Regions from separate parts of the Mus musculus genome. Here regions 1 and 3 are each linked to region 2. Evidence: chromatin contacts called from public HiChIP or PLAC-seq data. All regions are on one chromosome and are shown on one strand. Each heading gives the region's core, a stretch centred on a gene start, on an enhancer-like site or on the middle of the called end of the contact. The rest is flanking DNA. Distances are from core to core; before and after follow the strand shown. Region 1 holds the start of Prpf4b (pre-mRNA processing factor 4B). Region 2 has its middle 53 kb from the start of Slc22a23. Region 3 overlaps Ripk1 (receptor (TNFRSF)-interacting serine-threonine kinase 1).

What was found. HiChIP or PLAC-seq counts read pairs in DNA pulled down with a chosen protein or histone mark.
Region 1: a FOXA1 HiChIP or PLAC-seq map of pancreatic cancer cells shows a contact between it and region 2. The contact joins the promoter of Prpf4b here to the enhancer-like site in region 2. A contact is called at or near these places in 3 of 115 datasets of contacts at active chromatin or transcription factors (the NIH/3T3 cell line, bone marrow-derived macrophages and pancreatic cancer cells).
Region 3: an HNF4G HiChIP or PLAC-seq map of pancreatic cancer cells shows a contact between it and region 2. The contact joins two enhancer-like sites. A contact is called at or near these places in 1 of 15 datasets of contacts at CTCF or cohesin (embryonic stem cells), 3 of 484 Hi-C or Micro-C datasets (cerebral cortex, cortical neurons and embryonic stem cells), 1 of 115 datasets of contacts at active chromatin or transcription factors (pancreatic cancer cells) and 1 of 9 other capture datasets (liver).

Annotation. Positions count from the first base shown.
Region 1 is chr13:34,873,186-34,876,884 of GRCm38.p6, forward strand. It overlaps Prpf4b (pre-mRNA processing factor 4B), which reads left to right and starts at 2,344. Exons shown (of 15, transcript NM_013830.3): 1 at 2,344-2,509. The coding sequence starts at 2,469. It overlaps Gm36839 (a long non-coding RNA gene), which reads right to left and starts at 2,055. Exons shown (of 2, transcript XR_382181.1): 1 at 1,984-2,055; 2 at 443-1,383.
Region 2 is chr13:34,396,524-34,400,525 of GRCm38.p6, forward strand. No RefSeq gene overlaps it. Among named protein-coding and RNA genes, the nearest start is that of Slc22a23, 53 kb to the left of the region's middle. Within about 2 kb of position 1,743, at least 68 of the 459 cell types and tissues checked have an H3K27ac peak or open chromatin away from gene starts, as enhancers often do. A contact at or near this core is called in the NIH/3T3 cell line and pancreatic cancer cells, where this site is marked.
Region 3 is chr13:34,030,880-34,034,525 of GRCm38.p6, forward strand. Ripk1 (receptor (TNFRSF)-interacting serine-threonine kinase 1) reads left to right here. Exons shown (of 11, transcript NM_001359997.1): 11 at 1,617-3,646. The coding sequence ends at 1,903. Among named protein-coding and RNA genes, the nearest start is that of Bphl, 4.9 kb to the right of the region's middle. Within about 2 kb of position 1,357, at least 26 of the 459 cell types and tissues checked have an H3K27ac peak or open chromatin away from gene starts, as enhancers often do. A contact at or near this core is called in pancreatic cancer cells, where this site is marked.

The DNA of each region.
Region 1 (3,699 bases), core at 1,094-3,593, 480 kb after region 2:
GTCAGAAGACAATCGATGAGGGGGTCTGGGTATTGAACCTAGCTCCTCGGGTCTCTTTTTTTTATTGTTGTTTGTTTTTTGAGACAGGGTTTTTCTGCGTAGCCCTGGCTGTCCTGGAACTCACTCTGTAGACCAGGCTGGCCTCGAACTCAGAAATCCGCCTGCCTCTGCCTCCCAAGCGCTGGGATTAAAGGTGTGTGCCACACCACTGCTGGGCCCTCAGGTCTCTTGACAGGCATCTTTTCCCACTTGAGCCACCTCACCAGCCAGCCCTTACTTTTAGAACATTGTTCTAGGTGTTTCTCTTTATAGTTAATACTGCTGCAAAGCTGATACAATCTAGATACCTAGTAACAAGGACAACAATCTAGTTAGAAGATGCTTGGCAAACCAGAATGAAGCAAAAACTGCTATGTGAAAAAGAGCAAGCGATGACACTGTGTACACAAGTGTGAAATTTAATATTTCACATAGGAAAGGGCTAAAAATAAGCCAACATGTTCGGGCTGGTTCAACGTGGAATTATCCACTTGGGGGATGATTTTCCTTTACTTTGAGTTTGTCCAAATTCACAAATGCACAGAAGTATTTTAAAACAACAAAAAAATTACACTAAGACAGGCATGATGCCTCAAGCGTGTTAACACCAGTTTGGCGTCTTCCCATTAAAGGTCCAAATCCCAATTTTAAACCTAAGTGCTGCTCAAATGGCTTCTACACTCTTCAAAGACACCTGGAAACTCCAAGAGTCAACGGGTTTTACGATGCTCGTAATTTGTTTGTAGTCTGTTACAATTAGCCTATTGAGAGCTCACTGGGTTCCATGGCAACCGTGTACGAGATTAGTAGCTCTCCACAGAAATACACATATTTCAAATATATTTTTCAATTATTTAAAGAATGCCCAGCTCGTTTGGAATAATACTTGAAGCAACCACAGATGGTAGGAAAAGATGAAACGTTCACAAAGACACGCTTGCCTCCAAAGCCTCAACTTTTTGCATTGTCTGCCGGCGCCGTGGTCTCCACGGTGTCACCGAACAAGGCGGACCTCTACTTGAGGGATCTTGGGGTACGCTCAGACGCAATCTTGGCAAGCCGCTGTGCTGACGTTGCCGCAGAGGAGAGGTCGGGGCTGAGATCGGGAGGCGGAGACCAGCTGAGCTGGAGCAGGGAACTGGGAGGGCCTCCCCATAGCTGCCCGCCGCAGTTCTAACGCCACAACCACCGCCCGCAGCTTTGAACACGCCCACGCTTTCTTCTGGCCACCAGCACGCATGCGTCTCTCCGGCTGGCCAAAAGACTTCCGGGAAGCTGGTTCCGCTGTGCAGAGCTCACTTCCGTCCTGATCCGCGGAAACTGCGGCTATGGGTCGGGCGGTTCCTTTACCAGGGCCCCGAAGAGGAAAAAAAAAAAAAAAAAAAAAAAAACCCAAGGAATTGTAATTGTCTGGTCTGTCACTTTGTAAACGTTTCCTGCACGAGTAAGCTAATGTTTCAATATCTGCTAACAGTAACAGCTTGGGATGCCTTTAGGCATCGATTTCGCTCTCCAATTCGTAATAGCGTGGAAATGAACTTGGGTGAAAAAGAAAATCTTCCATGGAAAAGTTTTCCAGCACCAGCTCCTTTAGAAGTGCTTTATTTATTTTATTTTTTATTTATTTATTTTTTGGTTTTTCGAGACAGGGTTTCTCTGTGTAGCCCTGGCTGTCCTGGAACTCACTCTGTAGACCAGGCTGGCCTCGAACTCAGATCCGCCTGCCTCTACCTCCCGAGTGCTGGGATTAAAGGCGTGCGCCACCACTGCCCGACAAGAGCATTTTTATTACATTTATTTTGTGTGTCCGGGCTTAGAAGTGCTTTATTTTACTCTGTGAAGAATGGTGTCTGTAAATCGGAAATCGGTCTTATTTCAGTATCACCATTATCTCCAACGTATTCCTCCCAGAAACAGAAAACTTAATTCCCATATAAAGCATACCATAAAGAACAGAAGGTCAAAAGGGGACCTGGCAGATATTCTGGCTGTTTAAATTAGGCCAGGTCTACGAGCTCTCCGCTAGCCAATCAGCAACAAGGAGAGACACAGCAGGTTTCACCCACTACTGGATCACATGGAGAATCAGCTCTCAGCAATGCACCCGACCCCTTTCTTTGCTGCTGTCTCCAGCAGGTCCCTACACTTACACACTTACACACTCACACTTACACACATAACCAGCGCTCTAAGTGAATCAGGCCTTCTTCTCCCCACGGCCCGCCCCCTAGCCCCGGAAGTTACGTTCCGCGCCCCGCCCCCGGACGCCGAGTTTTTCTATCCGGATTCTTAGCGCGGACTCCCGAGTGCCGCTTTTCTCTACGTGCTCCGCACATGCGCGGCTGCCTGTCCCTTCTTCCTCCGCTTCCACTGGCGTCCACGGTTCGCCGAGCCGCCGCCAGCATCGCGGAGGAGTCGGGAAGTTCAAGATGGCCGCCACGGAGCCCCCGTCCCTGCGGGAGCAAGCTGAGTAAGTGCACCGCGCGGGTGTGTCGGAGCTGGGCCTCCAGGCCGGCAATGCGGGGGACGGCGGCGGCGGCGACCTGCGCGACGGGCGGGAAAGTTCAGGCCTAACGGCGACAGCCAAACTTTGCCTTGCCGCGCGCCGTGGGTGGTGCGGCGGGAGGCGTGGGAGCGGCCTGGGCTTTGCTGCCGGTGGGGCCGCGGCTGTTGAGGTGCCGGCAGCGCGGCCTGCTGTCCGTCGTTGCCCCGGGAGGCGGCGGCACGAGCGGCCTCTACAGGTCCAGTTAGCGTGGTGGCTGCTGCTGCCCTGAGGTCGCGCCTTCCTGCACCTCCCTGGGGGACCGTGGAGCTCTCCGATCTCAACCCTCGGTGATCTCCTTCCCTAAAGAGACCCGAGGAATAGTGGCGGCCGGCAGGCTAAGCCCCGCTTTCCTAACGCATATGCTATCCTTGCGATCCTGCTGATGGTAAAAGCAGAGACGGGGGTGCTAGGGTCACACTTTTGACTGTCCCGGAAATTGTGCTAGCGAAGTCCTTTGCCCTTTACTCTTCCTTCCAACCACAACCCGGTATTTCTCTGTCCATTGGTAGCTTATTTCTAACTTTCAAACTTGAGGCAAAGTAAGGTAGACTACCTGGGTTTTGAGGCCTGGCAGTTTTTTGCCCTAGTTTGTTTTTGCCTTTAGGAAGGGACATGGGAGAAGTATTAGGAATCGTTGCTACTTCTAAATCATTCTAATCTGTGTTTTTAATTAAGCGACTATAGAAGTATTTGAAGCCAAGAGAACACATCCTTGAATAAGCAAAAGGACTAGCTGTTGCTTAAAGAAGAGCAGTGTTTTGTTTCCCACGTTTATGCGAGGAAAGCTTAACTTTAAAGAGAATACCACTGAAGACTGGGTGGCAACAGCAACCCCCCCCACCCCCCACCCCCCAGTTACATCTGCATTATCTATGTTTTCAGCCTGTTTAGGAAAGTGTTTGATACCGTTTCCAGCAACTTGTGACAGATAGCTTGGTTTCTTTGCTGAGAATCTAGTTTGGGGTTCCCCTGTCATTTACTTTACTCAGCTTGACAGAGAATTTGTTTTTATTAAGTATGCTTGAAAGTTGCATTGTGGTTGTGACAATTGGGCTTAGCAGAGAACAGATAGGATTTTAAGATAGCTTATTGTCCAAGTTCATGGTGTGGCAGTT
Region 2 (4,002 bases), core at 493-2,992:
AGCTCACAAATAATGTGCTACCACATGAGAAAGGCTACTATCTGGAACAGTGGGGCTAATGGGCTTTAGATGCTCCTGAGAGGTTCAGACTAACTGAGAAGGACACAGCAACACATTATACAAATCAGGGTATTTCTCCAAGAAATGCTAGTACTTCAGGCTCCTTGGGATATACTAGAAGATCTTTCGGGGGGGGGGGGGATCATTATTTTTAAGGGTAATGACAGGTTGAGGACCTACTATAGACTAAAGCTTGGAAGGAAACTTACATACAGTTGGATTCTATTTCAAGGAAGAAATATCCATAATGGATGTTAGTGAAACAATAGATGAAAATTGAATTTGTATTGTGAGTTAGACCTTACTATTATGTCCATTTAATTTACCTGAACTTGGTCCTTGTAGTATGGTTAGAGAGAGACTATCTTGTCTTACAAAATCCGTGCTGAAAATTTTGGGAGTAAGTCACATAATGTTTGCTATGAGTTCTTAAATTGTCCAGAAAAAATAACATGTGTGCACTGAGAGAGAAATGGTTAAAGTAAAGGAAGCAACTCATTAATAATTGATAATCTGAGGAAATGGTAGAGTGGGTTAAAGTGCTTGCTGCATAATCGTGAAGGTCCGAGTTTGGATCCTCGGTGCCTATACAAATGCTGATATGTGTGTATGTGTGTGTGTGTGTGTGTGTGTGTGTGTGTGTGTGTGTGTGTGGTCTGCCTGTAATCCAAGTAGACCAAGCTGGCCCTAGATTGATGGGCTCTGAATTCAAACAAGAGACCTTGCTTCAATATACAAAGTAGAGAGTAAGCAAAGAAGAAACCCAACATCAGTATCGGGACTCCATATCGATGTATGCACATGCACTCATACACATAGTGCACATTCAAACACACATGCATAATGCACACTTACCACATACAAAACATATGCAAAAAATTAAGGTGGAGAACAATATAGGAGTACACCTGACATTAACCTTTGTCCTTCAGGAATGCACACATGCACATATGTAATCACACATGCATGCATGCACATGTACAATCACACACATGCATACACATAAGTAGAATTGGTAATCTGTGTGAGGACTATTGAGATTTTTGCAATTTTGGTAAACTTAACACTATTCAAAGGGAAGGAAGATGAATGAATGTTCAAGTGAGTAGATTGTGCTAAGAAAAAATGTTTAAAAGAGTAAACTTGCTTTTTGTCAATTCAAATTTGATTTTGACTTTTAACATATTGTTCAGAAATAATCAATTCAGGCCAATAAACCTTATTTTTAACCCCCTTAATTAATCTTTGCTGCTTTGATTAAAATTCACATATATGAGTGTATATCCTCCTCCACCACCACTCTGTCTCTGCCTCCAGCAACTTCTATCTGCAGCAAGACAGCTCATCTCTCTTGGGTACCTGTCATGCACCAAACAAAGATCCAGGAAGCATGTGACAGAGCAGAGCTTGCTCCTGAGAGATCGGTGATCAGTAAAATGATATTTGATCTCAGAATTCAAAGTCATTTATGAAATCCCCTCAACACTTCTTTGGGGATGTGTGTGTCCCGGAACGATAACATTAATATCCATTGCTGCTACCATAAACAGATGCTCAGAGTGTACCAGGCTGATATTGTGTGACTCACATGCTTGAATTGTTTACTCAGACAACTTTGTATGCTCTTCATCTGACAAGCAGGAAGTGAGTAAACCATTCCCTGGCAAGCAGGAGGCATGCCTCTTTGTATGCTCTGCCAGGTTCCTACTGTGCAGAATGAACACTCTGGGCCATGAGGTAGAAATCAGGCTCCTAAGCTACAAAGTTGTGAGAAACTTCCACGGTCCTAGGGTTGGACTGCTCGTTGCCTTAGAATGCATAGACCAGTGATCCAGAGAACTGGTGTTCAAGTTGCAAGGCACTCCATCTCTAAGAGCCTGGAGAAGGGCTTTCTTCCCAAAGAGTGCCTGCTCCAGGAAAGGATTCGCAAACAAAACCTGGGCAAGCAGAGGAAGCCACAGGAACCACGACAAAAGGAAACAGATGCTGGCCCCAAACAAAGAGAAACTCGAAGAGGTGGGGACAGTAAGGCTCAGCAGGAAGTTAACGGAGCTGCCCCGGGTGATCCTGACCCCAGAGGCTGAGAGGAAGGGCTTCTACTTGGGACAGTCATTCATACTAGTGATGAATGGGACCCTGAGTTCTTGCCCTTCTACTGTGGGTCCCCTACCCTCTCGAGTGCATGGCATGAAAAAGGGAGAGAAGGAAGAGAGTGAGAGACAGAGAGAAAGGGAGAGAGAGACAAGAGAAAGACACACACACACACACACACACACACACACACACACACAGAGAGAGAGAGAGAGAGAGAGAGAGAGAGAGAGAATTAAAGTTCACCTTATTAATTAATGAATCAAAGATTTTTCTAGGTTATTAAGCCCCACTTCTTGGCAGGGACACATAAAGAAATGGCTCATCTGGGCTGTGGTTGTTCAAGTACCACTCAGCATGATTCAGCAATATAGTTGGTGCTTCACCCAGCTTCTGGTATCTGCCTCTTCTTGTTTCTGTGCCTCCCGTGGTTATTGTTAACACAAAAGCGGCCTCAAAGGGAATAAGAGATAAAAATGTATTCTGGAGTTAAATAAGAGCGGCCATGGCTCAGGAACACAGAATTTTCCCCAAGTACCATAAACTTTTTATTAGTTGCAGAATAGAGAAACTCATAAATCATGGTGTTTACCAAATACCTCTGTGGGGGCCGCAGGTAAGCGGGTTGCTGCAAACAGCAAAAGCTGCCCTGTGCATTTGAGATGGTAAATAATGGTATTCCTAGTAACTCTCCAATTTTGAACTTTGGTCATTTGGCCATGGACACTCTTTCACACAGGTGCAGCCCATATCTCTTCCATTCGGTAACTTCAGCTCACAGCATAAATGATTCGTTTCCTCTGAAACTCACATATGATGCTACAATTTCAATTCAGCGGCATCGGGGAGTTGTAGAATATTTACGGGGCCCTGAGACGTAGCCTTTACAGGTAGATCATTGTTTTCCCTGAGAGACTGGGCTAATTTTCTTAAGGCTGGCTTAGTTACTTCAAGAACAGATTGTTACGAAGTGAGTCAAGCACTTCTGTTACCATGACACATGGATGCTTCTCCTCATTCGACAACTACACTCCTTTCTTTCCACCATGAGGTGAATGAGCACATTGTCCTTGCCAGGTGCAGCCATTCCGTCTTAAAACTTCCAGCCTCCAATCTGCTGTAGCTGAGCTAACCCAAGAGAAGGAGACCAGGACAGGCTCTTTATGAATTGGAAGGCTTTCTCGAGTCACACAAACCCACCCAGGGCACACAGTCCTGTGACAAGTCTAGAGGCAGCCCTGAGCTAAGTGAACAGGGGATTATAAAGGTAAAAAACACAAGTTCAGTACCTCCCGTTGACATAGCTGTGATGGCTGTTAGCAAGCATGACAGGATGCGAACTTTTAATAAGAAGAGGGCACAGTAGTGTCACCATGGTGCCTCTGTTTGATCGGAGTTACAGAAGCAAAACAAAGTATATTAGAGAAAGTTTCTGTAAGGGTCGCACATGCCCTAAGGTCAGACTGACTGTAGTTTCAGCTTGAGGTCAGGATTTAGCAAATATGTTTTCCTCACAAAAAAAAAAAAAAAAAAAAAAATCCATTTTCCCCAGTCTCCGGTATTTTGTTTTAGCAACAGAAAAAACTAAGACAGCACCCAGCACTGGCCTTGTTCTGTTTCAGTTTTGATGGCCAACGCCTGTACATCAGTTGCCCTTAGTGACTAGAACCAGTTTGTCTCCACATGTGGAATTCTGTCCTAAGCAAGGGCTACCCGATGAAGTAATATGGAAACCTGGCTTAGAGCCCTTGTTCTGATGTAGGACAAACTGATAGGAGGGATAGTTTTCACTTTGAATTTCTTGTCAGGCATCACCTGGAGTTTGGCTTGGGGATCTTGCCTTTCGAGCTG
Region 3 (3,646 bases), core at 107-2,606, 370 kb before region 2:
TCAGAGGTGTCCACAGCACTCTGCCATGTGTGGTGATGTATGCCAATAATCCATCACTAGGGCAGTTAAAGTGGGAAGATGGTGAGTCCCAGGCCACCCTGGCTATAGCAAGACCCTGTCTCAGAAAGAAGCCAGAATTCAACTTTCTGATTTACATAGGGTTAGGCAAGGCTCTGCTGACCCTGAGGCCTCTCTGTAATTGGAGTACAGAAGCAGCCACAGGTAGTTTGCACAAAGATGAGGACAGATATGGATCCTGAAACTATTTACAAAAAGCAGAAGCCAGACTTGGCCCTTAGGCCACACCAATCCCTGTACTATTCCATTAGAGGAGTGGTCTTTAAAATGCCTGAGAGATGGGTTCTTAGCTTTTGAGGAACTGGAGTTACCTTTGTGACTCTACTGACACCCAGGGCTCCTGCAGACACTGGCAATTTACAGTTATCTTAGGAGGGTCTTAGTCTGCTGCCATAGTTGATGGACTCTGCACTACGGTACTGAAGAAGGAATGGAGCTGAGGGAGAAACAAGGTTCTGAGGTGGCATGAGAACAAAAGACTATTATGGTGACTTTGTCTTTTCTTCTCTCCCTTCTCTCCGTATCTGTCTATCTCTATCTCCCTGTCCACCACCACTACCAGTCTGAGTGTGTGTGTGTGTGTGTGTGTGTGTACACAGAGAGAGACATACCTATAGCCCTGGTACTTGTTCTGTATGTAGATCAGACTGGCCTTGAACTCACATAAATCCACCTGCCTCTGTCTCCCAAGTACTGGGATTAAAAGCATTCACCACAATACTGGGCCTTTTCTTATCTTCATGTGTTCCCTATATGTGTTATTTTTATGAACATCTAAGGTGATGAAGCTAATAGCAAGAGAAAGGCTGTGTATATATAAAATGAAGAGTCTTTGATTTATAAGACAAAAAAAAAAACCTTGAAAAGTTTATATTCTCATCCACTGAGAGATAAGGGAAGACATAGTAATTAAATGAAGGTTACACTTGGTCTCAGTGTCCTTGTTAAGAGGAAAGTGAGTGACGGGGGGGGGGGGGTTGGAGGGAGCAGAGCTGGAGCAAAAGGGAGAGGGAAGGGGGAAAAAGAGGAAAGTGAACTGTCTAGAAATGAGTGTCCTTGGACTTCACCCTGTGTAAGTTGACAGTTTTCCTGCCCCACCCCCACCCCATCACTGCCCATTATATCCAGTTAGTCTAACTAGAACAGGACTCAAGTGGGAGTTGAATAGAACAGCTAGCCATGTAGTAGGGCTTTTGTTCATGAAGCCATCAGTTAGGGCTCAGGAAGCTACACATCTGCCGAGGAGGAAACAGCAGCCTATTTTAACTCTATATAAAGACTCCTGAGTGGCTGTGGTTAGGTCAAGTATTGCCCAACAAGTCAATAACAGCTAAGTTAGCACCAGGCATAGTGGTGCACACTATAATCCAAGTCCCAGAGAGACAAAGGGGCTACAGTGCAAGATTGTCTCGAAACAAAACAATTTCTCTCTATGTCTCTTCATATTCTTTACTTTCCTGGGCCTTTTCAGCAAAACCAGACACTAGACTGGTCAGATGGGCTGCAGCCTGATGTTTCTTCTCTTTTCCATTTAACAGATAACACCACTAGTCTGACTGATGAACACCTGAACCCTATCAGGGAAAACCTGGGAAGGCAGTGGAAAAACTGTGCCCGCAAGCTGGGCTTCACTGAGTCTCAGATCGATGAAATCGACCATGACTATGAAAGAGATGGACTGAAAGAGAAAGTTTACCAAATGCTTCAGAAGTGGCTGATGCGGGAAGGCACCAAAGGGGCCACAGTGGGAAAGTTGGCCCAGGCACTTCACCAATGTTGCAGGATAGACCTGCTGAACCACTTGATTCGTGCCAGCCAGAGCTAAGCCTGGGCAGGCTCTGGCAGTGGGAAGCAAACTATTTGTCTGGTGCACAAACCCCGTTTGCCCACTAGCCTTCAGAACTCTATCTCAGCATGAGCTCTGCATTTGAGCACACAGGGTCATGCAGTTTGGAACTGGTGGATGGGAAGAGAAATCTGAAGCCCACAGTGATTCTTCAGAACATGCAAGCATAAAGACCGCTGAATGAATGGTCGGTCCATGACCAGTAGGAGGAAAAAAATTAAAAATACAGTGTATTGAGTTTTCAAAGGGAGAGAAGATGTTGGGGGAAGGTGGCCTTCGTTCAGCTTGTGTCATAGTCATCACTTAGGTTATTTGCTCAGTTTCCTGTGGTTTCATTGGGTAAGGGGAAAACAAACAAAAAACATTCAAAGAATGTAAAATCAGCTAGCTTCCCGCTTCATGGACTGTGAGTCAGAAAAGTTCTGCTCAAATGCCTTCTATGAGCCACGGCTCTTCTAAAAACTATAGGATCTGTTAACTTGAGCATCCAATGCTGTACTGTCACCTTAAGCTTTAAGAATCATGTGTAATTCTAGTCTATCAAATTATCAATTAGTGAGAGATTTTTAAGGAGTGCTAAGGAGAAAAAGGTGCAGGGCAGAGAGAGATCTTCAGGTACTGGCTGTCATTGCAGCTCAGGTACTGGCTGTCATTGCAGAGCTGCTGCTGGTTCTGGCTGCTGTAAAAAGTCTACTTTTAAGTTTCTAAAGTTTCTCTACCATTCTGGCGCTTCATGCAGTTTCCCACCCTGTGAGCCCCACAGAGGGAACAGATGTGCAGGAAACACTGATCGGGAAATACCATCTCCTCCTCTCTGGATATGACTGGTGCCTTAGCACTGTTCCCTGTGCCCAATAAACTGTTTCCTCAGTTTTCTCCAGTGTGCTGTACAAATATGTTTCTTCTGTGTGCCACCAATCAAGAAAGGACAGCTTCAGAGTCATCTTGTGCCTTTAGGAAGCCCATATTGCAACCTACAAGTGAGTGAAGGAGCTAGGGTAGAAGACTGAAGCCGCCTACACCAGCCACAGTCACTGTTAGGATGGGCTGCACAGCCGCTTTGGCCTTGTTGGCCATTCTGGCACTCATTGGCACTTCATCCTCCTTTGTTGGGCTATCCTGTACTCAGTAGGATATTTGGGAACATTCCTGGCCTCCATCTGCAAGATGCCAACAGTACAAGTCAACCTCACAACACCCACCAGGTGTGAGAAAAATAACTAGATATTGCTACATGTTCTTTGGAGGGACTCTCCTGTAACGTTATTTCCCCCATCCCCAGACAAGGTTTCTCAGTTCTCGCTGTCCTGGAACTCACTTTGTAGACCAGATTGGTCTCCCAATTCAGAGATCTGCCTGCCTCTGCCTCCTGAGTGCTGGGAATAAAGGCATGTGCCACCACCACCCAGCTTCCTGCTGTAAGTTTATATGCCTTACTTCTCCTGTCACACAGGCTAGGCCATCATTAACAGCATGGAACATGCACAGTGGAAGGGAATTGGAGCAGGGAAGGTTCCAGGCTTTCCTGAAGGAGCCTGCATAGTCTTTAAAAAATGTTTTCTTTTTAACTTCTAATGCTGTTTTAAGAAGACAGAATTAGAAACTGCTTCTAGTGGAGTTTTAAGGAGAATAAAATAGCAAGGGAGGCCAGAGCTGGTTTTGGAATTGCAGTAGCAATCAGGGTCCTAGTATTAAAATCATGTCTGTTAGTGTTCAGTAGGG